4 separate regions of the Mus musculus genome follow, and regions 1, 2 and 3 are each linked to region 4. Evidence: chromatin contacts called from public HiChIP or PLAC-seq and promoter capture Hi-C data. All regions are on one chromosome and are shown on one strand. The core of a region is the stretch at or near the end of the contact, and the rest is flanking DNA. Distances in the headings are between cores, read along the strand shown.

Region 1 (7,825 bases), core at 588-3,087, 570 kb before region 4:
CTGTTTAGAAATGTCTTAAAAGTATAATTTATTCCATTTAGATACAATTGCTATTCCAGTTTTCTCTTTTTAAGTTTTTTTCTTTTGGGGGGGTGTAGGGGGCATTTGAAACAGGGTTTCTCTGTGTAGCCCTGGCTGTTGTGGAACTCACTCTGTAGACCAGGCTGGCCTTGAACTCAGGGATCCGCTGGTGTCTGTTTAGGATTAGAAGTGTTGCCCCACCATTGCATACACTAGCAAGATTTTGCTGAAAGGTCCCAGATATAGCTGTCTCTTGTGAGACTAGGCCGGGGCCTGCAAACACAAAAGTGGATGCTCACAGTCAGCTATTGGATGGATCACAGGGCTCCCAATGGAGGAGCTAGAGAAAGTACCCAAGGAGCTAAAGGGATCTGCAACCCTATAGGTGGAACAACATTATCAACTAACCAGTACCCCGGAGCTCTTGACTCTAGCTGCATATGTATCAAAAGATGGCCTAGTCGGCCATCACTGGAAAGAGAGGCCCATTGGACTTGCAAACTTTATATGCCCCAGTACAGGGGAACGCCAGGGCCAAAAAAATGGGAATGGGTGGGTAGGGAAGTGAGGGGGGGAGGGTATGGGGGACTTTTGGGAGAGCATTGGAAATGTAATTGAGGAAAATATGTAATTAAAAAAAAAAGAAGTGTGTGCCCATACAGCCCAGCTATGAATATGTTTTCATTTAAGATTTTTAAAAATGAGCCGGGCAGTGGTGGCGCACGCTTTTAATCTCAGTACTTGGGAGGCAGAGGCAGGCAGATTTCTTAAAATGGCATTTTATGTGTATAAGTGTTTTGTCTGGATGCATGTACGTGCAATCTGTGCATAGCTGGGACCTGTAGCGGTCAGGAGGGCATCAGATCCTCTGGAACTGGAGTTAGCAAATGGTTGCGATCCACCATGTGATGCTGGGAACCGAACCAGGAGCTTCTGTGAGAGCAGTAAGTGCTCTTAACCCCTGAGCCATCTCCCCAGCTCCCACCAGCTTCCTCTCTATTGGTACGTGCCTGTCATGTGTGTGTTGTTTCAACCTTCTTGTCCTTATATTTTAGAAGATTGCTTTTTGTAAGTGACATTTTTATTTTGTTTTATGTTTTGGAGGCAAGTAAAAATTCTTAATCAGATAGTCTTTATATTTTAATTGAAATAGCTAGTCTATTACATTTTACGTTGTTAAGAGTATATTTGATTCACAGGTCCTATCTTTTTTACTTTCTATTCATTTCCCATTGTCCTATGTTTTTTCTAACCAACGTTTCATTTTATTGTTTTCATCATTATATTTTTCTTCTCTACTAATTTGCAAATTTCACACTTCTACTATTTTTTGATTAGTAGAAATTACATAATTTATAGTAACTTGTAGGAGTCTACCTTAATATCTTTGCTCTGGATAATATCCCCCCATTTACTCCTTCTTAAAACATGATCTTGTTACTGTTCTTTAAAATCCCACTTGATACTACTGCTATTTCCTACTGAGTTTGTGAAGCTCTATCTTCATAATTTCAACTTGGTTTGATGTTTATGGCTTTTACCGTCTCAGCCCCACTCGGGACTGCAGCTCTCTCCCACTTACAGCTGGAGACACTGCCCAGGCTCCCAGGGGATGTTAAGTAGTGCTCAACCTTCTTTCTTCCTGGCCCTTGTCAGCAGGCCTGGAGCTAACACATTCAGCTGCTGCTTTTTCACTTCCTTTCCCTCTGCCGATGACTCTGCAAGTTCATGCGCTTCCTTAGTTAACGTGTCTCCGTGTGACAGTGTGTTACTGAGACCAGCGGTGAAACCAAGGGACCTCCTTCAGACAAGGGCCACTGATATTCTTTCCTCTGCTTACTGTTCAGCCTATAGATTTTTTTCCATGCCTAGTTTGCTGGAGGCGTTCTGTCAAATGTTGGTTTGCTTTCATTTTCACTTTTTGGTGCTTTTATTGTGGTTAAAAACTAGGCTTACAGTTGTAGATGGTTCCCGACTTACCGTCCACTAGCTTTACAGTGGTGTGAAGGTGATATGCATTCAGGAGAGCCTGTGCTTTGAAGTTTACATTTTAATTTCCCCCCAGCAATATATATTGTATGATACTGTCTTGTGATGCTGAGCAGTTGCTCACAGCTGACCCTGCAATCACGAAACTACACAGCCACTGCCCTACTATATGCGGCATTGCTAAAAAATGATGGTGGGAAGGTTAGGGAGAGTAAATGCATTTGACACGATAGTTTCAGCTCATGATGGTGAACTGGAATGTAACCACGTGATGGTTCATTTTGATGGTCAGTTTGGTGGTATTTAGGATGCCCCAGAACACAAGCTTCTGGGCGTACCTGCGAGAGTATATCAAGAGATTTGAATGAGGAGAGAGGATCCATTCTACATGTGAATGATGAGCTGAGATCCTGGAATGAGTTCAGAATAGAGGGCAGGATGAGAAATACATATCTGGGAATCGTTATTATGAGGCTGCAACCATGACTTTTAAAGATACCAGAAAGGGGGCTGGAGAGATGGCTCAGGGGTTAAGTGTGCTGGCTGGACTTCCACAAGATCTGGGTTCAATTCCCAGCACTCACTATCGGTATCTCCAGTTCTAGGTTATCTGTCGCCATCTTCTGGCCTCTGCTGTTATTGCATGTACATGGTGCACATCTATAAAAAGATACCAGAAAGCCAGGACAACCAGGGCTAAACAGAGAAACCCTATCTCGAATCTCGCCCCCCCACCCGCCCCCAAAAGATACCAGAAAGATGCCAGGAGAATTAGAATTGTTGATCTACCAAATTCAAATCACCCTCACCAGCCATGATCCAGCCATGATCCAGCCATGATGCAAAGTTTCTGGTGTGTGCTTCCTTGATCAGAGGTGCAAAAAGAAAAGAATGTGAAAGGAAAAGGGCCAGTTCACACACCTACCCCAACACTAGCAATCACTACTGGAAAAATACATTGCAGTGAAGGTTCTAAGACATGGGATCGTTTCCAGATGAGAATCTGTGAGCAACTCATTGACTCACCCAGTCCACGAGCCACTCATTGATTTACACAGTCCTTCTGAGATCGTTAAGTGATTACTTCCATCAGCATTGATCGGGGAGTGGAGGCTGAAGTTACTATTGTGGTTGCCTAAGTTGACAATTTTAATAAATTGACTTAATCAGTTAAGAAAAAAGAATCCTGAACATTGGAAACTTGTTTAGAAATTGAAAAGAGGTTAAAAATTCACCAATGGAGAGTGAGGATGGGTGATCAAGGGAGGTCAAAGAGGCATGGTGTCTCAGCACCCAAGCAGAAAGAGAAAAATGTTTAAAGTATTGTTGTGAACTGAAAAGTGAACAGCATACTGCTTCAGTAGAGAGGCAGAGACGAAAGTCCCACTGAAGGCAAGCACAGGAGAGAACGGTAAGGGAGGGGTGTATTGTGGTGCCCCTCCTAAGAAACTGTCCTGATCACCTTGATGGACCTGGGAAGACTCACTTTGTGGGCACCTTCTGGGAGCAGCACAGATGAAAGGATGTGTCAGGAGGAAGAGCAAACAGCCTTTGCTTGGCCTCCCTCTGGCCTTGAATCAATTGTTGTCCTGTTGCTTCAGCTTCTGATTCGTTGTCAATACCAGAAGCTGTTTCTACGCTTTCAGCCTGGACTGGGTGGGGCCAGTGACTTTCCAGACTTCTCCTGAGCTTCTCCTACCAGATCCGGACTGCTGAGGTGCCCAGCATTGTGGACTGAGCAGCTCCAGGGCGCTCCTCCCCTCAGTGAGAGACAGCCCCTGTGGGACCACTACCGAGGCACCCAGTATTAAGTAACTCCCCGATTCTCAGCTCTCAGGTGTGATTCTGCTCTTGTTCCTATTTTAAAGCTGCCTTCATAAATTCTTTAAATAATATATTCATCCCATTGGTTCTTTTCCTCTAGAGAACCCTTACTAATTCAAGGTGGAATTGCAAATGGAAACAGTTCAGAGTGGCTGTAAGGAAAAGCAGTGATATAGGACCAGCGTTCTGTGCTGCAGGGGGATTCGGGAATGGAGTGGGGAGAGGGATGCTCTGTTTTAAAGAGTGAGGGACTACTGAGGACTTGTGGAGGTGGTGGTGATGGAGGTGGTAGTTATGCGGCAGGTTCTTCCTTGCATTTTTTTTTTTTTTGAGACAGGGTTTTGGGCGTCTCTGTGTAGCCCTGCCTGTCCTGGAACTCACTTCTGTAGACGAGGCTGGCCTCAAAGTCAGATATCTGCCTGCCTCTGCCTCCCGAGTACTGGGATTAAAGGTTTGTGTCACCACAGCCCGGCTTAGTTTCTATTTTCTCAAAGCAGCATACTCATTTTCTGAGGCTGAGGAGAGTAAACATGACAGAAGCTTGAGAAGTAGAGAACACTGAACATTGAGCACACACCTTTTTTCCTAAGTAAGTAAGGTACCTTCATCTTCAGACTAAAGACTTGAAAGCTCCTTTATATCTTAGGTTGGACATTTTTAAAATGCCCTTCCTTCCTTCCTTCCTTCCTTCCTTCCTTCCTTCCTTCCTTCCTTCCTTCCTTCCTCCCTCCCTCCCTCCCTCCCTCCCTCCCTCCCTTCCTTCCTTCCTTCCTTCCTTCCTTCCTTCCGACAGTATTTTACTCTGAAGCTCAGGCTGGCCTGGAACTCACTGTATACCCTAGGCTTACTTCAAATTGTGCAATCCTCTTGCTTATGCCTCCCAAGAACTGAGATTATAGGAGTGAGCTACTATGACTGGCTAAAAACATTTTTTTTTTTTTTAGTACTTAGGAAATATTGGGTGTAGAGGAATTTCAATCCAGGAACAGGGCTACTCTGGCTGGATACAGATACTACCTTAGCACAGAGATTTAATCTCAAACAATAAAGGAACAGGTTGTGGAAGGAAGCACCCATGTTTGAAAGTGATGTCTAATTGAGAGGCAGACAAAGTGACAAATCAGAGAAAGATTTGACAGAATAAGATATGCCCAACTCTTATGAAGACAGAGGAAAGGGGCTACTTAAGAGAGAGCAACACAGAGAGAGAAGAGAGAGGGAAGTTTTATCTGGATAGTTGTATGGAGACAAGTTGCAGAGAGAACAAGCTAGACAGAGGTAAAGACAGAATGAGCCTAAGAATGAGAAGGAGCCAGAAGATTATATTGCCAAAGTTAGTATTAGGCCAAGCAGAACAATTCAGTCAGAAGCTGAAAGAAGCCAATTTGAATCAGTCAGCATGAAAAGTAGTTTTGAGCCCAAACAGCCAGAGTTCAGAAAGAGCTAGAAAGGGTGAGCTTATTCAGCAGTAGGTCTCAGAGGCGGAAAACATTCTAGGTCTAGATAAGATTGTATGGAGGCTGGAAGCTTCCAGGACAATTGCATCGGTCAAACAAAAGATAATTTTACAACTGGGCATAAACAGTTCTTAAGGTCAATAGTAGAAGACTGACCTAAAATGTACAGACCTTGGTTCAATCCCTAGCACCATACATACTCATAAGAGATTCTTGCAGGACAAGGAGAGGCCTTAGCAGGTAAAAGTGTTATCTGTGTACAAGCCTGGTGACCTGTGTTTGATCCCCGGACTCATGAAAAGGCTGAACGCATGGGCTAGCCTGGAGTGCGCTGTGCGCTCAGTGGAAGAAGCAACAGGAGAGACCGTACACCATAAAGGTGGAAAGTGAGAACTGACTCTCCAAAGCTGTCCTCTGACCTCCACATGTGCACTGTGGCACATACTTGCCCCCACATGCACATGCAGCAGATAAGTCTTTAAACAAAATCTTTCAAGAGAGTATTAAGTAGAAATGCTACCACTTAAATGTGTATAAGTGACTTTTATAAAGTTATGAAAACATTTACTGTAGAAAAATATATTTGGAAAACTGAAAAAAGCCCCATGGTCTGTATTTCTACCATCCAAATCTAAACATACTCTCAGAGTCTCTACCTACCTACCTACCTACCTTCCTTCCTCCCTCCCTCCCTCCCTCCCTCCCTCCGTCCCTCCCTGTGTACCTACCTACCAACTTATTTAGTCAGGTTTCTAAAAAGTTTGTTTTATGTATATGGATGTTTTGCCTGCAGGCATGCATGTGTATCATGTGTATCATCACATGCGTGTCTGGTGCCCTCAGAGGCCAGATGAGGGCATCAGATCCTTGGTTGTAAGTTACTACTTGGTTCTGGGAATCAAACTCAGGTCCTCTGCAGGAGTGGCAAGTGTTCTCCAGCCTTTGTATATTTATTTTTATTGTCCTAGGAATCAAAGAATACAGAATCTCAATCATGCCACGCATGAACTGAATCAACCAAGCTACATTCCAAGTAGGAGGTTTCCCTTTAATTGCCAACATTAAAAAAAAAAAAAAAGGATAGTTGTAATCATGTTTTACATACAGTGTACAATGGGTTATTCTGTACTTATTGGCTATCCCTGTAAATATTTTCCATGTTACTACATAGTTTTTTTTAATAACCATTGAATAGCTGGGCTGTTATTTGCTGAGCAGTATCTTACTGTGCTGGACATTCAGGTTAGCAATTATTAGTTTTTCTATGTAATTATTTTGAAAAATTTATTGTGTGCCTACCTTTTATTATTTGATCAGCTACTGCTATTTTTGAGCCGTGTAACTTAGAGAATAATTCTGGATTGGCTTTTCATTTTGACTTACTGTCATACTGTTAAAACAGATTCTTTTCCTAATTTTGCTAATTATACGTTAGGTTTGAAGTTACATAAGGAAACAATGTGTGACCTGGCTGATCCCAGCTTTGAATGGCGTTCTAACTTGAGAATCTGTATTCCATGAAACATTCCATGTTTTAATAGGTTGATCCGAGGATTGGTTTTGGACCATGGTGCCCGTCATCCAAGGATGAGGAAGCAGGTGCGAGATGCATACATCCTCACTTGCAATGTCTCACTAGAGTATGAAAAAACGTGCGTGCCAATTTTGTCTTCGTAATATTTGAAATTTTTTTTAACATTTCTCTTTTTGTAAGTTTATTTTTATTTTAATTATGCATTTCTATTTGTGAGTGTGTATGTGCATGAGTGAAGGTGCCCAAGGAGGTCCAGAAGAGGGCACTGATCCCCTGGAGCTGACATTGTGAGTCATTTGACATGGGTGCTGGGAACTGAACTCAGGTCCCCTTAGCCTGAGCCATCTCTTTAACCCTAATTTTAAAAAAAATTACTATTTCATCCCCTCCTCCTTCTTTCACCCACATCTCTCTAGTCCAGGATGGTCTCAAACATGCAGCAATCCTCCTGCCTCAGTCTCGTATTGGGATTACAAATACGAGCCATCATGTCCACTTTTCTCTGAATGTGTTTAATAATCTTTTTTTCTCCTACTCCCACTTTTACTAAACGGTCCTGTTTGTTTGTTTGTTTGTTTGTGTTTATTTTCTTGAGAAAGGGACGTGTATTGCCCTGGGTGGCTTCAAATTTGTGAACCTCTTGCTTTAGCCTCCATACCTGCTTTACTAACTTGTTCTTATTAATTCTTTAGAGAAGTGAGCTCTGGTTTCTTTTATAAGACTGTAGAAGAGAAAGAGAAATTGGTAAAAGCTGAAAGAAAATTTATTGAAGATAGAGTGCAGAAAATAATAGACCTAAAGCAGAAAGTCTGTGCTGAGTCCAATAAAGGATTTGTTGTCATTAATCAAAAGGTGAGAGAGAAGCGGACAGCTCAAGTGCTTGTCACTGTTCCTCAGCGTTTCTCAGTGTGACCTGCTGACCCTCAGTGACCCTACAACAATGCTGACCCTCAGGGCATTTGGGGAGGAAGCTCTTTTCATTATAATAATGTCTTTTGCA
Region 2 (6,893 bases), core at 3,091-5,590, 600 kb before region 4:
AGAGAACTTCCGAGGATTGGTACTGGTAATAAACGAAGCACCTTTCACTGGAGATGTCACCTGGCCAGTGGTTGTCAGCTTAGCCTGGACAGCAGCTTTCTTCTTAGGTGTGGCAGCTGCCTTAGAAGACAGGTCTACAGGACCCACAAAGAACAAAAGCACCCTTCAAAGACTGCCAAGAAAGCTTCTGAGATTTTATCAACAGTTTTCAAATCCTTATTTGGTAAGTTTCTATTGTATTATGACCCCAGGCTGCCCAGTCTTTTTGAGTAGAAGGAGAAGTTAAAAGGTCAGAGAAGAGGAAATTGCCTACCTTTTATCCAGTATATAAGAATTAGTATAGATCTGGGGAGAAACTAATAATGGCTTTTTATTAAGATTTTTATTTTATGTGCATAGTTGTTTTGCCTGCATATATGTCGGGTATATGTGTGTGCCTGGTACCCAGGCAGGCCAGAAAAGGGTGTTGGATCCCTTGGGATGAGAGTTGCAGATGGTTGTAAGCTGCCATGGAGGTACTGGAAATTGAACCCAGGTCCTCTAGAAAAGCCACCTTTGCTCTTAACTGCTGAGCCATCCCTCCAGCCCCAGTGATCACATTTTGATAGATAAAACTTGGAGCTAGCTCTGTAGAGTAGCCTCAAAATATAGAAACAACAAAGTAAAATAGAGAAAGCAGAGCATGTCTGTCTGGCACAGGTAGGGAAATCTGGGTGCTCACTACACTTCCTTCCTAGTGAAATGCAAGTCAGGATGAAGGCCAAGAATAACTGAGGCATGTCTTTAGAGCCACAGCCTTTAGCTCTATTACTTTAGAGTCTGAGAGTCCTAAAAGGTTGGTGGTTGCGTGTATTCTTTAAACATATCACTATCTAAAAGAAAGACCATGAGTACCAGGCTTTGTAACACAAGCCTGTAATCTTAGTCCTGAGAAGACAAGACAGGAAGAGTGCTCCAAGTTTGAGGCCAACCCAAGCTATATGGCATAGCAAGGACACATCTCAAAAAAACCAAAACCAAACATAAAACAACAAAACAAAACAAACCCCCAGGAAACACTGCAGAGTTAAGGAGGCCAAAGAGATATGACAATGAAATGTAATGCCCAGTCCGATCCTACACCTGAGCCCTGCAATGGAGGAAAATGTACTGCTCAATTATAGTCTTCAGTCAACTGACAGTAGACAGATAAGTTTACTGAGGCTGACAGGTAAACTATGATCTCGGAAGAAGAGATCCTATTTTTTAAGATACACACTAGGTACCTCCAGGGCCTGGTGATACAACTTTCTCTGAATGGCTCAATAAAAACCAAGCCTGGTATGGAAGAGGGAATGAGCACATAAACAGAGATGATAAAGCAAACTGACTTGTTATCAAGAAGGAAATCTGTGTAGAGAGCCTGACTGTTCCTATTCTTTTAACTATTCTGTGAATTTGAAATTATGTCCAAGAAGGATGCACAGAGAAAGAAATCTCTGAGACCTCAGTCTCCTGGCACCCGGTCCTCTCAGCACCAGCAAGCTGAGAGAGCAGGCTCTCCCCTCACCTGCAATATGCTGGCTTATCTGTTCCTTTTCGTTATCTTCCAGCTCTTCCCAGCCTTCCAGCTCTGTGAGGTCTTCAATTTTCTTTGTGGTGGCCCGAGCCCGTTCCAGTTTCTCAAACATGCACTTAATGTGGTACCACTCTTTCATATCACCCCCAGACTCTGAGAAGGGGTTGGGCACCACTTTGCCAATGCGGCACACGCCCTTTACAATCTTCTCCTTGCATTTCTTGCATCCAGCTGTGCCCCGCTTGGCATAGTCCACACAGAACCGCTGCTCTGCCATCGCACAGGGGCCAGTACAGAGTCCCACATGCGACCCTGGCCAGAAAGTAAGGTGGGTGGCACGTGGTCTTAGATGACCTCTCTGGAGAGCTAGGACAGGCTTTCTTCTCTGGAGAAGGCAGCACCCACCGAGGAGATTTGTTTCCGACCACTGGCTGAACTGACTTATGGCAGCCCAGCGATTCTGTTCTGGGAACAGGCACAGTTCTTTTCTGCCAAGGGCACAAAGGTTTCTCGGGAAGAGGATCTTGAAAGCCAAAGTCATATAGCTGCATAAAAGGGTAGAAACAGACAGACAGACATGAAGAATCCAGGCTTCCAATTTCTCAATGGCTAGAATCTCATACAGAGCACGTGGTTAACCAAACACTTCCCAATGCATTAAATATTTACCACCCAGAGTTCTGATACAGGAAAAACCAGTTTCCAAAGGGGTGTGCAACACCAACACTGTAGAGACTGATTGTAAAGGTACTCATAGTGGATGGTGACCTTTAAATAGTACCAAGATACTGAAGCTTTGTCTTAAAAATCAAGAAAAATTACATTATGTTTATGAAGTTTCCCTGTGAAATATAACACATGAGACACTTTCAGAAAACAATGAAGCCACTATAACAGTTTTAGGATTTCAGAAGAGGGCCCCTTTGAGAAAAAAACTAATCAGAGTCTATAATCAGATGGACTGCCCAAGTTCAGAGCCTTACTTAGCCATTTAGCTGCTGTGTGAGCTCTGTTCAGTTACTTTCCCTCTCTGCTCCTATTTCATCTGTAAAATGCAGCTCACAGTAGTACCTCATTCAAAGAGTAGCTGTTTCTAAGTTGTTCCTTAGAAACAGAATACGCAATTCCCTTGCTTAATTCGGCGACCTGAATCAGGGGAGGTTGAAATAACTGGACTGTAAGAATCTAAGCAAGTGATGAACCAATTCAAGTGGAAAATGATTATTCCTATCCCTTCTTATATCTGTAATTATTTAAGTGGCTTTACAGTTTTAATTTTCAATTTACTGGAAACTATTTTTAGTCCCCACTCTGCTGAGAACTTTAATTGATATTGTGTCAGAGCAGCAAGAAGGCTGAGGTAGAGCGGAGCACAGCAGGTGTACTACTAAAGAAAGGGTTGGAGACCAAGCCTACCCATCTACAGCGGGGTGGGGAGGTGGGGGCAGATATCAGGCGACTTGGTTTTCTCCAACAAGGTGGACCCTAGCCAGACACCTTAGTTGGCCGATCCGATCCTCCCACCTCCAGCCCTAGAATTATAGGTATGAACCACCAAGCATGACTTCAGTTTATTTTCTATTATTTATTTTTCGGTTTTTTTGTTTGTTTGTTTTTAGATAGATTTTTCTATGTAGCTCTGGCTGTCCTGGAAGTCACTAGGAAGAGCAAGCTAGTGTTCTGAGTGCAGGGATTAAAGGCGTGTGCTACCACACCCGGCCCCAGTTTTATCTTAAAAAACAACAAAAAAACAACAACAATTACAACAGGACTAAGAGCTAGTTATGGTGGTTCTCGTCTGTAATCATATCAGAAGGCAAAGACAGAAGGATTGCTGTGCGTTCGAAGCTAGAAAGTCTGGTTTACTTAGTAAATTTCTGTCTAGCCAGGGTACGTCGTCAAGACCGTCTCAAAAGGAAAACAAGCAAGAAAACAAACCCCCCAAAGATTAGAACTACTTCATGGGGTGGTTAGGAAAACTACAAGGAGTACGAGGGCAAGCCGGACGTGGAGTTCTGAAGTTTGTATACCAAACTTGTGTATTTGACAATGTTCGACTTGGGGGAGGGGAGGTCCGTAACTGGCAGACTCAGGGGGTCACACAAGCCCTAACCGTTAAGAATCTGAGAGGCGAGTGAAGGCCGGCAAGGGCTGAGGAGGAGCTCAGGGCGAGTAGGAGTTCAACTTTCCGCAGAGTAGGGTGGGTAGGGTGTCGTATCGCCCATCCCGGGATACGACAAATAACTACCCGGGGAGACCGGCGCGAGGAGGCCGGGAGCCCGAAGAGCAAGCAGCACGCCGTTCTGCCCACAGGCTGTGCGGGCGAGCCGCGGCCGCGCAACAAGGCGGCGGAGAGGGACCGGCGGCGGCCCGGCCCCGACCCCCTGAGAATGCCCACTCTGGCATCCTGCCCTTCCCGGTGGCTGCCCAGGGTCCCGGGGGCCGCGGGCCTCCCGTGGGCTCCCGTGGGGGCGCCACGTCACGGAGGGTGTGCCCCCAGGCTGAGCGGCGGGCGGGGGAGGAGCCACGGCCACTCCAGCCACGCCGCGTTCGGCCCCGGCCCTCCCCACACGGCGCACCGCGGCCCGCCGCTCCGCGCCGCGCCGCCCCTCACCTGCCTTCTCGGCTGCCCTGGCTCTGACGCTCCGCACGAGCCACCGGACCAGGCGCCCACAAGGCCACGGGTCCCGCACGATGAATAGACCGCCTGTCTCTTTAAATACGGGTACTCCAGCCGGAGGCAGGGCGCAGGCGCAGTAACCGACTTGCGCCCTCGGACCCCGCCCCCTCCGGTCGCCACGTGGGTCGCTGTTCTATTCCTACCCGGAAATCTTGAACTGAGTGTTGGGTTGGAGTGGCGGCTTGGGGCGCAGCGTCCCTGAACTTCCTAGAGTTTCTCAGATTGTTAGATATTGAAGGTAGTGTTGAAAAATCATTGCAGTGATCCTAGGGATGGGAAGCTCGAGTCGTTCCACCTGTGTCTTCCGCACCGCAGGAGTTTTGCTGAATTAAAAGGCACTACTTTAATTAAAAAGGTAATTAGAAAATGTGAAGAACAGGGACTGTGGCCCCGTTTATGTCATTTAGCGAACTAGTGCTTCTAAACCTCAAATAGGCTCTGTGAGTTCAAGATGGCTAATTTTTCAAAAAATAAAAGTATTCAGGCCTTGTTCAGTCTGGGAAGGGCAAACAGTTGGGCTTTGTTAGGTAAATAAAGTGCAGATCGTGGAACTAAGTTCTATTTCTGAGGAAGAGTTTAGCTTTTTTTCCATAGGGAAAGAACGCTGTGAGGGGTCACTATAGTTGAAGCTGGTCAGGGGAGAGACTAAGACAAGCCGACTCACTAAAAGGCTGTTGTCCATATCAAAGTGGCCTTGAGATGGAGAGGAAGGTGTATGCTTGAATCTGTGTGAGGTGCTCAGTTATTTGTTCATAGAAATGAAGGGCTGATAGACGAGGTCTTTAACAGAACTGGAGAATGAGCCGAGGGAGGCTCTCTGGAGTTCAAGGTTGAGTGTCTGCTGTACTGAGGCCAGCTAGATCCTGGTGTTTGAAATGAGGTGAAGGCTCTTTGTTTTCTCTTAACTTGCAGCAGGATAAACCTGGGTTTGGAGTTCGGAAGGCCTTAGGCTCAAGGGCTCCAGTTGAGGAAGCGTGAACATTTTGACTGGAGTTGATCTTAACCCAATGGACTTTCCCTGTGCTGACCAACCCTTTCATCACAAGCAATATATTCGGTTGCTGAGCCCTGGAAATGTAAGCAGTCTGAAGTGAGAGATGCTGTAAATGAACACTGTACACTGACAAGTACCCAACACTTCCCCAAAGAGAGTAAAATACCTCATTAATAGTAATAGTGCATATATTCCAGTTATTTGCTGGCCAATTTTTTATGTGTTCGGTTAAAGAATATTTACTGTCACTCACCTGTTTGGTTTTACTGTCTTTGAACTAGGGCATCAGAAACGATGGGGCTGCGTGCTTAACTCCCATTGTTATGGCTCCAGCTCAGCACTCCACAGACAGAAAGCCTGTGGTGAGGAGCAGTGGGTATCTGCAAAGGCTTTCTCTTCTTAGACCGGGTTTCTCTGTGTAGCCCTGGCTGTCCCGGAACTCAAACTTTGTAGACCAGGCTGGCCTCAAACTCAGAAATCCACCTACCTGTGCCTCCCATGTGCTGGGATGAAAGGCATCTGACGCTGCCATGTTGCCTGCATCTACTTCTAAATGAATGAAATTCGAGAGCTAATGAAATGAATGGTTAATAAAAGAGTGTTGAACCCCTTAAAAGGAAGTTCATTATGTCTTTGTTAATGACGGAAGTGTACAAAAAGACTCAGGCCCTAAGTATTTGCTTTGCTTGATGAGAACTACATGGTATTCATAATCATCTCTGACTTAGGTGCCCCTGCTGTGAAACAGCGCTAGGTACCAAAGCTGCCAATTGCATATCTTTCCTTTCCTTTCCTTTCCTTTCCTTTCCTTTCCTTTTCTTTCTTTTTCTTTTTTTGACGGTAAGAGCACTGAACTTTCATTTAGCGTGAATCTAGATGCAGTGATATTTCTTTTCTTTTTTTCTTTTTATTTTAGGGAAGGACAATCTCACTGTGTAGCTGTAGGCTTATCTCCAATGCAGCAGCCCCCCCCCCCCCCAGTCTATAACAGTGGGAATTGAGCTGTATACCCCCATGCCAAGCTTGTATTTCTTAATAAAAGTGAGAACTGATCCATCAAGGAGAGGTCAAGTTTGGTGAAGAAAATAGGGCTTTGGAACAGCACAGTCAGACTGAATTTTGTTCTAGCCTGAGCTGTGTAAACCTTCATCTAGTTTCATGTCTGGGCTTCAGTTTCCCTAGTAAAATGGGGAAGTTTTGCACTTTATATTTAGCTCTGTGATCCACTGAATTGCTTTTTGTAAAGAATGTAAGGTCGGTTATCCATGTCCTACCTGCCCCTTTCTCTCTTTGCACGTGGATTCTGGGTTATTCAAGACCAATTCTTTTGTTTTGTTTTTGTTTTGTTTTTTTGAGACAGGGTTTCTCTGTGTAGCCTTGGCTGTCCTGGAACTCACTTTGTAGACCAGGCTGGCCTCGAACTCAGAAATCTGCCTGCCTCTGCCTCCCAAGTGCTGGGATTAAAGGCGTGCACCACCACACCCTACTTCAAGACCAATTTTTAAAGGATTGCTTGTGTCCCTTTTTTTGTATTTGCTCCTGTTAAAAATTAACCTTTTTAAGCATGGAGGTTCATGTCTTCCACTGAGAAGTAGAAGCAAGCAGATCTCTGAGTTAGAGGACAGTCTGGTTTTTATGTCCAGTTCCAGGCCAAGGAGGGC
Region 3 (7,441 bases), core at 3,454-5,953, 560 kb after region 4:
CTTGACGTGATGGGAGACAGAGACAGGAGTATGTCTGTCTGGAAGTTCATGGGCCAGACCAGCTAGTCTGACCTATTTGGTAAGGCCCCAGTGTTATGAGCGACATTATCTCAAACAAAAAGTAGAAGACATCTCAGGTCTTGTGGTTTCCACACACACTCTGAGCACACATGCTCATGTGTACACACACACACACACACACACACACACACACACACACACTTGTGCACATAGAGAGAACACAGTCCCTTGTGATATGGAATATGTTGCTGGACTTGCCTGCACAGCCTAAAGACTAGAGGCCCAAATGGGAGCTGGTATCCCACGGGACACCAGCCTAGCCTGTGGCTAGAGTGGCCAGAGCAAGAGCTGAATTCTTCCTTCCTTTGCCCTTAGTCACCCTCTCTATTTATCTTCATTAAATACAAAGTATGCATCTAGCATGAAGTTAAGCTCCAGTCAGGGAACAACTCATGAGATCCATGGCCTCTGACCTTCAAGAAACTACTCAGGACCTTCAGATCCTGAGGTCTCCGCATGATGAAGTCAGGGCTGAGGGAGAAAGAGCCCTGATGATTGCTCTGACTTCAACTGTGACACTGAGGTTAAGTTCACTCTCCTAGATAGGTTTCACCTTCTCCACCTTATTCCGGGAAGGGGTGGAGCAAAGGGCGGGGCTTAAACTGTGGGCTTAACTACAACAGACAATGGAGAGGAAGGGACAGAGGATCCCATCCATGATGGCTGATAAGACACTCCAAGGGACAGGAAATCACAGACTTGAAGTTCCTCTCCACAGCCATAGCTACTGACCTCTGTGCCCCGCCTTTCTTCCCACAATCTTCACACATGCGCAGAGGGCTCAAGGCAACGGAGCCTTCAGTGCTTCCCACCACCCTCCCCTCCTGTGCATCGTCTTTAAAGCTGATGCTGATGCTGACATTCTCTGAAGAGAGAGAGCTGCTTGGCCTGCACTGGCTCGAGAGCTGCTGCTAGTACAGAAAGCTGTGGTCAGGGAAGTCATGTGTATACTCAGTAAAGACATCCTGAGAGCGGGTGTAGACTGAGTCCATAAATCATGGGCCGTGGGAAAACAACATTCATAATTCCCGAAACAGCTGCAAAAATGGTGACAGTCACGTCTTGCTCATCATACACCTGCCTTAGGGAATACTTCCTTATTGAAGTCTGTGTGGACCAGCTTTCCACCACTGTAAGAAAGCATCCAAGAAAAAGGACTTATACATATAAAAGGCTTATTTTGACCCCTGCTGCAGAACGTTGTTCCAGTCCACAACGAATTGGCCACACGGTGGCTTTAGGCCTGTGGGGAGACAACTCAGGATAGCAAGGACATGGAGCAGAACGAACTTTCTTCATGTGAGGAGGCAAACACATTGAAGACGGGATCAGGTGCCACAAGAGGGACCTCTCACTTGAGGGACCTCTCACTAAGCCCCTCTTAATGGTTTCATGACCTCTCAGTGGTAAGAACTTGAGGAGCATACCTTTTTAGCACATGCTGCATATGGAATCTAATCTGCTGCCGTGAACTTGGTTCGTTGTCTTCACAGAGCACTGCTTTCTCAGTCTACATCCCTGACTCCCACGTGCTGAGCATCTGCTGGGGGTGCTTACACAGAGGGACCCGTGTATCTCTCCTAGTGGTTAAAAGACATGTCAGTGAACTGTCAGGCCTTCCTCTGCCCTTATCTACTCCAGAGATGCCTGATTCCCTCTTGGTTCTTCTCCATGCCCTGCCTCCCTGGAGGACCAGTTGTTAGTGGGACTGTCAGGGCCATGAAACAAAGATTTGGAGAAAGAGATCAGGAAAGGACACTTGAGCTGGGATAGTCTCATGGTCTTATGAAGAGGTAGGCAGTCTCATCTGAGGATGGGACAGAACCAGGGAGTGTGAAGAAGGTGGTAGCCTGTGCCCACTCTAACCAATGCAATGAATTTAACGCAGTAGGTGGGCACCACTGAAACTGTCTACTGCCTTGATCATTGCTTTCTGCCTCAGCCACCACTTCCATCAGCTCCCATCTTCCTCTCCCCCTCCCCAGGACAGCTGCCTAACACCGGATCAGCACCCGCTAGCCCACATCTACAGCAGGGACTCAAGACTCCCTGAAGCAGACCTAGTTTCCAGTTAGACCAAGATGAGTCAGGTAGACCTTAGGTACACATAGAGCTCCCTTCTGCCCTCACCTGCTTCCAAATGGATGAGTCCTGTAATCTAGCCAGCAGATTCAACCCAAGCTTGGTTCTGTTCCTTTTGACCTTTTACAACTCCAGCTCGAAATGTTGAATCACGCCCATGAAATCTCCTAAACTTGACATCTCAGAAGAACGTATTTATAGGCGAGCATGTGGAGGATTCAAGCAAGAGAATGGTGTTGAGATTTGGCCTTTTGCTATGTATTGTAATACTACACATTGCCCCACCCCACCCCCCAGACCCGATTGCCTCACGTTATGCTGCAAAACCTTGCTCCCCAAGTTATCCTTGATTGGAGAGTAAAAATACCTACAGATTATAGCTGAGCAGAAGATAGACAGGGTTTTGGGTTCCTGAGTTTGAGGCCAGAGTCAGGGTACCACTAGGAATGGGAGGAAGAAGAAGGTGGAAAGAAAAGATGACATGATAAGAATCTTGAGAACATGGCCACAAGGGCTGGCCAGTTGAAGTTGAGAGCATCCCAGATGGAACATGACAAGTTATTGGCAGGGAAGCAGACATAATAGCATAGAGGATAGATATCTGCCAGCCTTAGTGCATTAAAGGTTTACTATAAACATAAAAGTTGAGTGTTATCTGGGAACTGGATGACCAAAGGCAGGGTAGAAGTTCCCGATTGAGATTAAATATCTACTACGACAGAATGGTGGCTGCCCAGAGGCCATAAATGTGAGTGCTCAAGAAGCATTGATAAAGCCGTCCCCCAAATAAATGAAGCACGTCCTAGCCTCTTTCCTTTAAGACTCTAACTTCAGAGTTATATTGAGAAGATGACTTGGTGGGTAAAGTACTTGCCTTTTAGCCATGAGGCTCTGAGTTCAATCCCCAAAACCCAAATTTAAAAGGCCAAGCTGGGGGACGTGGGGACGTGAAGGTATAGATGGCTCAGTGGTTAAGAACAACTGGCTGCTCTTCCAGAGGACCCAGGTTCAATTCCCAGTACATGGCCCTCACAACTAACTGTCTGTAACTCCAGCTTCAGGGGATTGGACACCCCCACACAGATACACGTGCAGACAAAACACCAATGAGCATTTTTCTAACACGTGAATTTGGAGGACTGAAGAGATGTCTCAGTGGTCAGCAGCACTGACAACTTTGGCAGAGAACCTGACTTCAATTCCCAGCCCCCACATAGAGACTCACTACTGTCTATAACTCTAGTCCCACGGGATCTGACACCCCTACACAGACACCGATGCAGGCAAAACACCAATGCTTATAAAACGAAAATAAATTATTTTTTTAAAAAGAAAACGGAGCATAGCGGCACATACTTGTGATCCCAGAACTAGGGAAGCCATGGCAGAGGGACCCCTAGATCTCACAGGTCAGCCAGTCTAGCCTACTCGGTGAGCTCCAGACTATGTCCCCACTCTCCCCAAAAGGTGTTTGTGACCTAAAGAATAACCCCGGGGGTCGTTCTCTGGCCTTACATACATGCATGTGTGTACACATGTAAGTACACCTAAGCACACATGTGCACCAGCACACATACAAACGTACATAACAGAATACACTCTCATAACTATGCATTTAAATGTTCATAAAGCAAAATTACACTTACAAGCATGTGTATAAATCACATATCTCTACCTTGCTTTATATGTAAAACCTTGTCTACATATAAATACAGGATATATATATCTCCACACATACATTTTACTTTATATTCTGGCTGTGTTTTGTTTTATATGAATGAATGTCAGAAAAACATCAAAGATGGCTGAACCAAGTCTTCACATGTTTTGGGCACTCCACTGGCACTTCAGTGATGTTCAACTAAGTTCTGAAAATCCAGCATATGCTACTTACAGGCATTCTATGCTCATTTCATAAATGTATTTTTCCTTCGCTTTCATACCGGCAAAATCACTAATTGTGTTGTAATAGAGTGAATATTTTGTATAATGTGTGTTTAGCTGAAAGTCGTGTCCAATTAGCCAGCTTTTCTTGAGCGATTACATTTTTAAAATTCACTCCAATTTGGACAAATGGCTCCGTAGAGACAGCTGGATTCGCGGCTGTCAATAGAAGTATAAAAGTCTCAGGTTCATAAAAGGACTGTAAGTTTTGCATAAACACTACAGCAATGCAACAGAGCTGTGTAAACTAATTATTTCTCAGAAAATATTAAATGTGTGGAATTCATTAAAAAAGAAAAACAAATTCTCAGACAAGCTTTTCAATAGCTCTTAAAGAAAGGCACATTCACATGCTGGCATTAAAAACTGTCATGCTTCATACACGTTACACTTACACATCTACACACACATATAAACACACACATAAAAGACCAGGAAAACTATTATTTGTTATTGCAATCTGACCTCCAACCTATAGGGGCAGTACTTCTTATGTGCGCACGAGAGGGCGGGGAGTGGGTTGAGTAGTACTCCTGGTGCTGAGTAGGAGTCAGAGGTCATCTGAGAGGTACAGGAGCTGAGCCTTGAAGGGCAGGACAGGTGTGCCAGAGGGACACAGAGGGTCCTTGTGGTGGGCAAGGCTGCTCCCCTGTGCCCCGGAGCAGATTGGGGAGGGGCCTGAACCATTTGTTTGGGAACACCTGTTTCAATATTGTTATGCAAATATGTGATGGTCAGCTCATTAGTCAGGGAGATCTGTTTTCCACACCCCCCACGTTCTGTCCCGCCCCCTCCCTGTCCGTCCGTCCCCCCAATCTCACCTAGCACAGTCATTTCAATTCACAGGTCTAAGCACACCCTCTCCCACTGAGGCCAGACAAGGCAGCCCAGCTAGGGGAAGGGGATCCAATGGCAGGAAACTGAGTCAGACACAGCCCAGACTCCAGTTGTTAGAGGACCCACATAGAGACCAAGCTGTACATCTGTTACTAATGGGTAGGGGTCCTAGACCCAGCCCAAACACAGAACCCAGAGTTTTAAAAGTCCAGTGCAGGAGAGAGGAGAGAGGAGAGAGGAGAGAGAGAGAGAGAGAGAGGGAGAGAGAGAGAGAGAGACAGAGAGAGAGAGAGAGAGACAGAGACAGACAGAGAGACAGAGAGAGACAGAGACAGAGAGAGACAGAGACAGAGAGACAGAGAGAGAGAGAGAGACAGAAAGACAGAGAGAGACAGAGAGACAGAGAGACAGAGAGACAGAGAGAGAGAGAGAGAGAGAGAGAGTGTTACCTGAACTCAGGAGACACAGAAATGGATGTATTTCTGAAATTCTCCAAACAGCTAAGCTTGGCCTACTTAGAAAGTTTCAAGTCAGTAAGGGGGCAAGGGAGTGGTTGTGGCTTCAAAAAGGAGATATTGAGTTCAGGTGTGTGACACAGATCCATCCCGGGACCATGTGCCTGGGGACATTTTCCTAGGTTGCTAATTCTAAAGGTGTGAGCGTGGCCACTTGGTAGTTATAAAGGACATGGCTGAGCTGCTCTTACAGTCTGAGTACTGGATACTCTCATCACGTGTAGGTCTGGTGTTTGCATAGATCCACAGCTGCCCTGAACCAGGGGAGAGCCAGGTTGGCACCAAATAGGTCAGCAATGGCCAAGCAAAGAACTCTGGAGAGTCACCGGTGGCCCTGACACCTCATCCTATCACTCCACTGGAAGGTTGCAGTCTGGAGGAATTGTGAACAAACCTGCCATTATTGCGACCGTTGTACTTACAGACATACATTTTCAGTGCAGTCAGCAGTGTTGATGGTTTGAGGCCTGTTTGAATTTTTAACATTTTGATAGGATAGAGATGGCTATTTGCCAAGTTCATGCCCCAGACCCCTGCAATCAAGTAACAGATTGTAGGAAACCGAGGTCTCGCAAGGTTTGAAGTCCTGGATGTTTAGCTCTATTTGGCCAGGTGGGCATGCTTGAGAGAGAGAGATGGTTGTTTGGGGCAATAAGAGTTTGTCTGGCTGAATATGAAGTTGTTTAACTGTCTTCTGTGTGGCTGAGCCCTCTTACAGTTCCATTGGCAGTGAGCATGATCCTGGTTCTTCTGGAACTAGATACTGTCTGTTCGGGATGTGGGTATCTTGGTAGGTACATGGCAGCATAATGTTCTAACCTGCAGCTCTTTTGTGTGTGTGATAGGGATATCTTGTCATTTCCTTACTTGTGTCTGTACAGTTCCAGGACACAGACATTACTCAGTGATGGGAAAGGAGGCTCCATTGTGTGGCACAGTATCCAGGAGCCTTCTAGGTGTGCATTATCAACATTTAGCCTTTTTCCAACTGGATCATTCACCGGACACTATTTAAGAGTTCTTTGTAAATTGCTGGGTTCAGGACCTGTTATAAAAAGATGTCCCTCTGGTGTGTGGCTTGGGTTTTCATTCTTTTAACTGCCCCCATGCCACCACCCCCACTTCTTATTTTGTTAGTTAAGATAAGTTTGGAGAGTGCAAAGTAAAAGAGGAGGAGGAGGAGGGGGAAGGGGAGGGGGAGGAGGGGGAGGAGGAGGAAGATAAAGAAGGGGGCTGGAGAGATGCCTCAGCAGTTAAGAGCACTGCTCTTCCAGAGGTCTTGAGTTCAATTCCCGGCAACCACATGGTGGCTCACAACCATCTGTAATAGGATCCAGTGCCCTCTTCTGGTGTGTGTCTGAAGACAGCTATAGTGTACGTCTATACATAAAATAAATAAATCTAAAAGGAGGAGGGAGAGGAGGAGGAGTAAAAGTCCTAAGAACCAGGGCAGCTTATAAACTGGATTCACTTTCAATTCCTGAAAGATCGGAATGTGAGGGAAATGAAACTGTCAGACAATCTTAATCAAGGTTCTATTAAAAGGGCCACCTCTCAGGGAGGCTCCAACTGGGTCTGCAGCCTCTATGGGACTGCACATCTACCTTGATCCTCATGGTGACCTCCCAGATGGAGGTTGTTCCTCTCTCCCCTCCTCCTACCTCCATCCACTCTGCTGTCTTGGGGTTTAATGGGCCGGTGTGGAGGGTTGAAAGGACAGTGTTAACAAGAGTCAAATCAAAAGGATATTCACCTAACTGTGTGTCTGCCTCTCTTCCTGGTTCCCCATTCTATTATTCCCATGCTGTGTGGGGGCCCAGCATTCGCTGAACATCTGGCCTCCCCCTCAGGAGGCTCAGGGTGTCCTTTTCCTCGCTGCAGTCAGTTCATGCTGGGCGTGCCCCACCCTCGGCAGGTGTAAGGTTTCTACTGGGTAGATCAAGCCAGCCTTGAACCCCAGCTCTTCCTGCATGAACTTCCTA
Region 4 (7,532 bases), core at 3,838-6,337:
CACTTCCTTTTCTTCTCTAGAGACCAGTCCTCCATCACTCCCTGCTGAATGCTCTTAGCATCTCCCTCACTGCCTCCTTCTCTCCTGTCCTCAGCCTTCAGCCTGGGCCTTCAAGACTACGCATGATGGAAGGCATGCCTTGTCCTGAGTAAACCATGGTGACAATCAGCAGGGATGAACGAGCCTTGTCAACATAATCTTGTGTAACCCGACTTGGGCCTCTCCCTATTCATTTTTAGAGCCCGCCTCCACACTTGTGCTTGACCTCACTGCTCCCATTTTCCTTGAGAACTCTGCCAGGCATTGTTCTGAGCATATTCCTCCAACGCCATACCAAGCCTATAAGCAGCGGGTATTCACATATCCATTTAGAGATGAGCTCAGAGCTGAAGCATTCAAAGGAGCCTGGACTGGCAGCCTACAGGTTGGCCCAGAACCTGCTCAAAACCACTACCATGGTAGCTCCACACATTCTTCCCCTCTGGGTACACCCTGCTTGCATCCTTCCAGGCCTAGGTGAAATACCACACTGCTACCTAAGGAGCCCTTAGCCTCTAGACCATACACTAATGACAGCCTGTGTCCAGCTGTTGTTTTGTGGGTGCTCTTTCCCCTAAATCTGGCCCTGGAGGGCAGATCTGAGCTATGATCCCTTCTCTTGCCTCAGTACCCAGGCACGAACTGCTAAACAGCGGGTCTCTGGAAGATGCCTACAGAGAGAATAGAGGAGCATCCCACTAAACCATAGCTGTCCCAGGGACCCCACACTTAATATGTTGTCCACACAGAAATTGCAAGATTTCCAGCAGTGGAACTCTGTATAAACAGATGTAGTTTCAGAACCCAGTTACTTATTCTGGGTTCCAAATAAGTAACTGGTCACCTGTGTGCTCACTATCACCTCCTGACTGCCCACTAAGGTTTGAGGCCTCAGTGGGTACAAACTTCTTTCTTCTTATTTCCAGTAGTAGCTGCATCCCACATACAGATGGCAAAGAGAGGTCTGACTGGGAGAGAAAGAGTTCTGCTCTCTAGAGCTCCTGGAGAGGGTGGGACATGGAACCCTAGGGAACCAAAACCTGCAGTTGCTGGTTCTCTCCAGGAGCTCGGGGTGGCACAGCCTGTGCAGAGTTGGTCATGTGAAGCCAGGGGAAGGTTCTGAGCAGGAGAAGCAGAAGGCCTGACATCTGAAGAGAAGGACTTCAGTGAGCAGGGCCGTCACTTCACACTTTGTAAGTGCGGCCAAGACATTTGTACTTTCACCCTGAGCACAGCGGGCTGGCCTTTCAGGCTCAGAAGCACTTGAAAGAACCAGTGATGGTCACTATTGTGACAACCTCTGCCTGCTTCTATTGTAGTGAGAGACACTTCCGTGTCCTTTGTGCTGTAACTAAGCAGTAGACAGGAAAGTCTCCTGTAAAAGAACAAAGCAGCTAAAAAACCACAGGAACAGGAAGTAAAGAAGCCAGGGCTCAGGGCTCAGGATTCTGTGGTGTGTGGGTGCTGGGCATCTTTACTGTGAATAGACATAGGCTTACCTCAGGCAACTGTGTCTGGGGCAGATATCAAGGACCCAGAAGGACACTGTGACCACATCGTTAAAGACACATCATTAAGGACACCTGGGTGTCTGTAGACCAGGCTAGTAGCAAAAGAGACTGGGTAGTAGAGCCCTGTTTGGGAGACAGTGACACATCTTGGTGTCACCCGTGGACCTCTCAGAGCAGTCCCAGATCTGGAGCAAAGGGGACCCAGTTTTAGGGGTGGATCCAGTGACTTCTGCAGCCCTCCCCACCAGGACACCGTCTCTTCTGGAGCCCGTCCTATATTTAAACCACTCCCCAAGATCTACCTCTGCATAATCTGGGAGTCCCCCTGAGATTCACTTGGTTCCCCCTAGTACTTCTCCTGGAGATTCTTTCCTTTCCTCTCAAGCCAGCTCCTATCACAGGGAGCCCTCCCAACAACCCACAATTAGGCTAAGGCTTAGGAAGTTTATTTTGACAGTACTAAAGAGAGTTGTGCTTGGTCCAAGAGGAAACACAGCTCAGAAAGCCTGTATTACCTGTCCAGGATGAAGCGGTAGAACTAGGATCTGATGTGTCTATGTCTGGCTCTAGTCACTGTTCCTCTTCCTCTCCCTGAAGGAATACATAGAGAATTTCACTCTGGAGATGGATCAAGTCATCTCTGCAGCTCTGCCATGCTCAACACATGCCAAGGGGCTGGCCGTGGCCTGCTATGGAAGGACCACCTGACCTGTAACTCAGTAGCAGGTGGTAGACAGGGCTGGGCTGAATGCCTCTGGACAGCATCTTAGGATGACTCCACCCTGGCTGCCAGCCACCTGATCCCCGTCCTCATTCAGTGGTCCCTAGAAAATGAAAGATGAGTGACAAGGGCTCCTAACTACACGCCACAGAAAGAAGGCTTGCTTGTGTGAATGATAACAGTGCGTATCCCGAGGTCACCTCTTGTTTGCCAATCCACGATCATTTCTGCTTGCTCATTTCCACAGAGGCTTTATTGACCTATCACATGGTCCTAGTCCCTGGGCCTCGACAGCCATGTTGGGGTACCCATGTGTAATATGAAGTTGCTGGATGATAAATCCTACTTTTGGTCACTTCTTTCCAGGTGCTGAGAGAGCCCAGGAAGGTAAGGCATAACAAAGTACTAATGAGTTCCTCTTTTCTGTTTGGGAAATACTGTGGTCACAGTGAGGGGGAAGATGGGGAGCTAGTTGTTGAGGGACAGCTCCCAGAACAGGGGAAGAACCAGAAATTTCCAGGGCAGCTATGTGGCCCCTTCTTCACTGCCCGAGTCTAAAGGGTCTATACTTGCATTTGGCCAGTTTTTATATACTCACATCTCCCCTTTCCCAAGACCCCGGGGGTAAAGGACCAGAACACATCAGCCTCCAAAGACAAGGACATAGAGAGGCAGCAATGGGGTAGTAATTTTAATGACTTTGTGGGTGGCAGGAAGCAGTAGGGGTCTGACTGGCATGGGTCCAGCTGTGTAAAGATCATGAGCTGATCTTATTCTTAGATACCCAGGGCTCGAGTCTCTGCCTCCTATGCCACCCCCATTCTCAATATAGCATCAAGCCCAAGACTTCCCTCCTCGTGAAAGTCACCCTCCCACCCTCCATACTGTGGAGATTTTATCTCTTGGTGCTTTGACAATTGCCTGGAGTTTTCTCCTCACAAGTACAGGCACTTGAGTTTTGATTCTGACTCTGAAATGGAGCCAAGATATTCCCAGTTTCGACAAAGCTCCCTCAGGAGTGCCAAGAGTCATCACTGCCAAAGGTCTTGAAAAGCTCATTCAGCTCAGACATGCCACGGTAGCACGGAGCGAGCCTCAGTGGAGAGATGCGGGAAGACAAGGACTTCCGATTGCCATCCAGGCACAGGGGCTTAAAGGAGGCTGAGATTTGCCCGCAGGGGTTGGCAAATGACTTTTATTGGAGGAAGGGTGTTTGAAATGAGCAGATTGGGCACAGAGGGAGTTGGCTGGGAAGGTGGTCAGGTCGATGTTACAGTAAGGATGAGATGGTGGATATAGGAGAGCAAAATGGATGACTGAAGCTTGACTATTTGGGAAGAGTTCTAACTATCTAGTAGTTACACTCAGTTGGCAACAAACACTGAAGGTTTTTCAGTTGCACAGGCTAAGGTCAACATAGGTTAGCATAGCCAACCCACTGTGTATAGGCCCCATGATGCCAATGCCAGAAAGCTTAGCTGCTTTTTCTTGAGGGCCTCCTATGAGCTGCTTATCCCAAGTACTGCCCACTGCATATACTGTTTTTATCTGGCTGCACAACCCCATCTGCATCTACATCCCATGCTCTAGCTTTCTCCATGATGCTGAGTGAAGGGTGTTCCTCTGTACTTGGCTTTTCCAGACTCCTTCCCCTGCCTGACGTGCTGTCTTCACAGCAGCCTGCAGGACATGGTACTTATAGAACACTGTCTGGAAAGGGTCCTCTGAAGTCCCTGGGTGTCCCCAACATTCTCCTGTGCCCCCCACATGACAGATCTGTCTTGAATGAGCCGTTGTTGTGTTGGATGGCTCTCCATGGCTTGTCTATAGGTTGAAGCAAGATGGCTCAGGTCAGGCTTTGCCCCCATTGGCAATTGTCCCAAGGGTAACCAAGCAAGGGTCTGGATCAGAGTAAGCTGTGAAAGGGCTGGGGAACAAAGAAATAAAACTAATAGCAAATGTGTTGGCCAAACGTTAGACAGACAGGATCAACCTGTGGTATGTGTGTGTATGTGTGTGTGTGTGTGTGTGTACATGTATGTAGGTGTGCATACATGTGTCTATGTGCATGTGAACGACTTTGCTTTTTGAGATAAGTTCTCTCCCTGGCCTGGAGGTCTCCAACTAGGCTCAGCGGGCAAACCAGGCAGCTCCAGGGATCAGCCGGTCAGCCTCTCCAGCTCTGGGGTTACAAGATCATTCCACTACCCCTGCTCTGTATGCGGGTTCTGGGAATCAAACTCTGGTCCTCACACTTGTGTAGCAGGTACTTTGCTGACTGAGCCATCTCCCCAGCTCTGCATTTCATTCTTACCACCCGGATTTGAGATGTGTTACTAGTTCCATTTTGTAGGGATGTGCAGCTTAGAGAAGTTTGTGCAATGGCTGATTGGCAGAGCCAGAACCCAGACACAAGCTCCATTTGATGCAGATTGTACCTTCTCTGCTCTGTCCTTCTCCAAGGCCTGTAGCTGCTTTGAATGGAATGATGTGGGTTAGACAAGCTGTGTACGGGCCACTTCCTCTCTCTCTCTCACCTTTTTTGACTTTCCACTCAGCCAGGACAGCTCCCACGTATTTTGTCAAGAACGTAAAGATTGGTATCTGCTTCTGCACTTGGGGAAGTTCCCAAGGCCACTAGGCACCCAAACATACCTCGAATACGCCCCCCTCCTCCCAGGAGAGGTGAGAAAAGGAGTTTTCCATGTGGCCATTGGGTATGAGTTCCTTTTCCCTGGGACTCCCACCTCTTCTCCATGGTCTGGGAAAGCACCCCGGGCCTTCTGATAAAAGCTCAGTACAGGGTGAGGCAGGAGAGAGTTCTTGGCTCCACCAGACATTCGGCGGTTGCTCTAGAGAGGCTTGAGACAGAAACTTATCACCATGAAACCCACTGCCATGGCACTGATGTGCCTGCTGCTGGCTGCCGTGTGGATACAGGATGTTGACAGCAAGAGCAGTGAGTAATGGGGTCCTAGTGCTTGGGCCCAGGGAGGGGAGATGTATAGGCAGGCACTCTGGGCTGGGAACAGAGCTTACCTAGACATCATTGGCTTCATTTCTGTCCCTATCTGGAGATGAATGGCGGGCAGTAATGGGATAGGGACGCTGGGCGTGGAGGAAGGTTATGGACTGGGAGCACACATCTACTTCGTGGTGGGGAGCTCAGACCTGAAACCCATTCCTCTGATTCTTTTGCTAATCCTAGAACTAGGTGGCTGCAGAGACAGACCTGGGCCAGCATCCTCTTGATGGGGTTCCAAGACTGGCCCTGTTCTGGGAGGAGCTTCTCCTTCTCCTTCTCCTTCTCCTTCTCCTTCTCCTTCTCCTTCTCCTTCTCCTTCTCCTTCTCCTTCTCCTTCTCCTTCTCCTTCTCCTCCTTTCTCCCTTCTCCTTTCTCTTCCTCCTCATCCTCCTTTCTCCCTTCTCCCTTCTCCCTTCTCCTTTCTCCTTTCTCCTTTCTCCTTTCTCCTCCTCCTCCTCCTCCTCCTCCTCTTCATCCTCCTCCTTCTAGATGAAGTGGCTTTAGTGTGTGGAAGATAATTTTGATCCTCACCCTACAGACAACTGGAAGGGCCTATGGGGTTGTTTAAAACAAATTAGGATCCCTGAAGTCCAGAGGAGGGACTAAGACTGATTTCCAGTGTGACAGATGACAGGCAGGGGCTGAAGGAAGGACCACAGGAGTGAACAGCCAGATAACTATTATATCTCTTAAAGATGTTTTCTGTATGGATAAACTGGAATCCATGTTCTAGATTGTTCGGAAAATACCAACCTGAGGTCAGGGGACCTGCAAGTTTCTGTGAACAGCGAGACAGGAAGGATCCAGGGTTAGAACACAGGGATGTTGAAGGTGGGATGTGGGAGGAGAGCGTACAAATCAGCAGACTGGGGGTTACTGGTCCCTGAAAGAGGGGAGGGCCAAGGATGGGAATGTGGAAGATTGTGTGGGCGAGTGGACCAGCCACTTTTTGGGAATACCCCCTTTTCCTTCTGAGCCCTTGTGGAGTTCCTCACCCAGCCCCATGTCTGTGAACCAAGAACTACAATGTCCTGCATGCGATGGGATAACAGGTCCTCTAGGATGTGAGGCCAGAGCCCCGAGCTTAAGTACTAGCACAGTACACAGAGCCACGCACTTGTGCTGGGAGACTGGGACTGAAGGGGTTTGTATATGTGGTAGGAAGAGTCTCACCGTATGTGCAGGAGTGTGTGCTGAGCCATGGCTCAGGCAGGCTTGTGGTTTCTGTCCCCACCACCTGCTGGTTTGTAGGGTGCTCACATCTGACGCCCCTCCCCAGTCTTATGATTGTTGTCTCCATCCTAGAAATGTGTTGCTGCTGAGACAGAGCTGCACTGCAGCCCTCGGGATGTGGTCTCCATGCTTGAGTCTGTCCTAGGAAGGACTTGGCTGGTTTTGCTTTTTAATTCTGTTGTGGGTGAGAGGCTATGGTTGCTAATGAATGGTCTTTTTTTGTGCTTTTCTTCTAGTGCTTACGGTCTCCAATAGCTGCTGCTTGAACACCTTGAAGAAAGAGCTTCCCCTGAAGTTTATCCAGTGTTACAGAAAGATGGGCTCCTCCTGTCCTGATCCCCCAGCTGTGGTGTGAGTGAGCCACTAGCCAGGGGAGAGATAATATTGACGGAATTGAGAATAGTACACACTAGATGGCGCTGTTCCACAAGAAAAGGGAGTCTAAACCCAACCAGGCAATCTAAGGTGTAGAGTGACACTAGGGGGCGTGGGGCTTCCCAGGAAGGGGGGGGGGGTCCTGATTTATTTGCTTGAACCCCAAAGTGCCTATGATTAGATCCCAAGCTATATAGCCAGGAAGAAATGTTTAATAAAAGCACAACAGACAAGGCTGGAGCGTTGGCTCAGTGGGTAGTTTGGCTGCTCAAACACGGTGATTTGAGTTCATATTCCCAGCAGGATGGTGTGAGTTTGTAACCCCAGTGCTAGATGAGGCAGAGGCAGGCATAGCCTGTGTGCTTGCTGGCCCTAACAAAGTTCTGTGGGAGATCTTACCTCGAAATGTAGGACAAACAATCCACTAAGGAAGATTTCATAACCACCGACCCCTGGCCACCACACATGTCTATATACCATGAAACACACACACACACACACACACACACACACACACACACACACACACACACACTATACAAACACACACACCACATATACATATCACACACACCACACAAACACACACCACCCACTACACAAACACACATACCACACCCCCCACATA

The links. Promoter capture Hi-C pulls out the DNA fragments that hold promoters and counts their contacts. HiChIP or PLAC-seq counts read pairs in DNA pulled down with a chosen protein or histone mark.
Region 1: a contact with region 4 is called in an H3K27ac HiChIP or PLAC-seq map of T-cell acute lymphoblastic leukemia, with 6 times the contacts expected there. The contact joins the enhancer-like site here to the promoter of Ccl1 in region 4. A contact is called at or near these places in 1 of 15 datasets of contacts at CTCF or cohesin (large pre-B cells) and 2 of 115 datasets of contacts at active chromatin or transcription factors (T-cell acute lymphoblastic leukemia and large pre-B cells).
Region 2: a promoter capture Hi-C map of the HPC-7 cell line shows a contact between it and region 4, with 4 times the contacts expected there. The contact joins the promoter of Lig3 here to the promoter of Ccl1 in region 4. A contact is called at or near these places in 6 of 39 promoter capture datasets (the 3T3-L1 cell line, 3T3-L1-derived adipocytes, the HPC-7 cell line and 3 more) and 1 of 115 datasets of contacts at active chromatin or transcription factors (large pre-B cells).
Region 3: a contact with region 4 is called in an H3K27ac HiChIP or PLAC-seq map of embryonic stem cells, with 5 times the contacts expected there. The contact joins the enhancer-like site here to the promoter of Ccl1 in region 4. A contact is called at or near these places in 2 of 39 promoter capture datasets (the SN4741 cell line and embryonic stem cells), 3 of 15 datasets of contacts at CTCF or cohesin (the NIH/3T3 cell line, large pre-B cells and stem cell-derived epiblast-like cells), 9 of 484 Hi-C or Micro-C datasets (the AML12 cell line, bone marrow-derived macrophages, cerebellar granule neurons and 3 more), 10 of 115 datasets of contacts at active chromatin or transcription factors (astrocytes, bone marrow-derived macrophages, differentiating embryonic stem cells and 5 more) and 3 of 9 other capture datasets (embryonic stem cells, embryonic tail and embryonic trunk).

Annotation. Positions count from the first base shown.
Region 1 is chr11:82,741,128-82,748,952 of GRCm38.p6, reverse strand. Cct6b (chaperonin containing Tcp1, subunit 6b (zeta)) reads left to right here. Exons shown (of 14, transcript NM_009839.3): 6 at 6,833-6,943; 7 at 7,518-7,677. It also overlaps the pseudogene Gm11420. Among named protein-coding and RNA genes, the nearest start is that of Cct6b, 19 kb to the left of the region's middle. Within about 2 kb of position 1,837, at least 133 of the 459 cell types and tissues checked have an H3K27ac peak or open chromatin away from gene starts, as enhancers often do. A contact at or near this core is called in T-cell acute lymphoblastic leukemia, where this site is marked.
Region 2 is chr11:82,778,556-82,785,448 of GRCm38.p6, reverse strand. It overlaps Lig3 (ligase III, DNA, ATP-dependent), which reads right to left and starts at 4,340. Exons shown (of 20, transcript NM_010716.3): 1 at 4,173-4,340; 2 at 1,550-2,103; 3 at 1-134. The coding sequence starts at 2,099. It overlaps Gm11423 (predicted gene 11423), which reads left to right and starts at 4,407. Exons shown (of 3, transcript NR_126067.1): 1 at 4,407-4,593; 2 at 5,151-5,314; 3 at 5,514-5,848.
Region 3 is chr11:81,613,968-81,621,408 of GRCm38.p6, reverse strand. It overlaps a transcript of Asic2 not described here. Among named protein-coding and RNA genes, the nearest start is that of Gm11418, 30 kb to the right of the region's middle. Within about 2 kb of position 4,703, at least 2 of the 459 cell types and tissues checked have an H3K27ac peak or open chromatin away from gene starts, as enhancers often do. A contact at or near this core is called in embryonic stem cells, where this site is marked.
Region 4 is chr11:82,177,367-82,184,898 of GRCm38.p6, reverse strand. It overlaps Ccl1 (chemokine (C-C motif) ligand 1), which reads left to right and starts at 5,087. Exons shown (of 3, transcript NM_011329.3): 1 at 5,087-5,230; 2 at 6,766-6,880. The coding sequence starts at 5,155.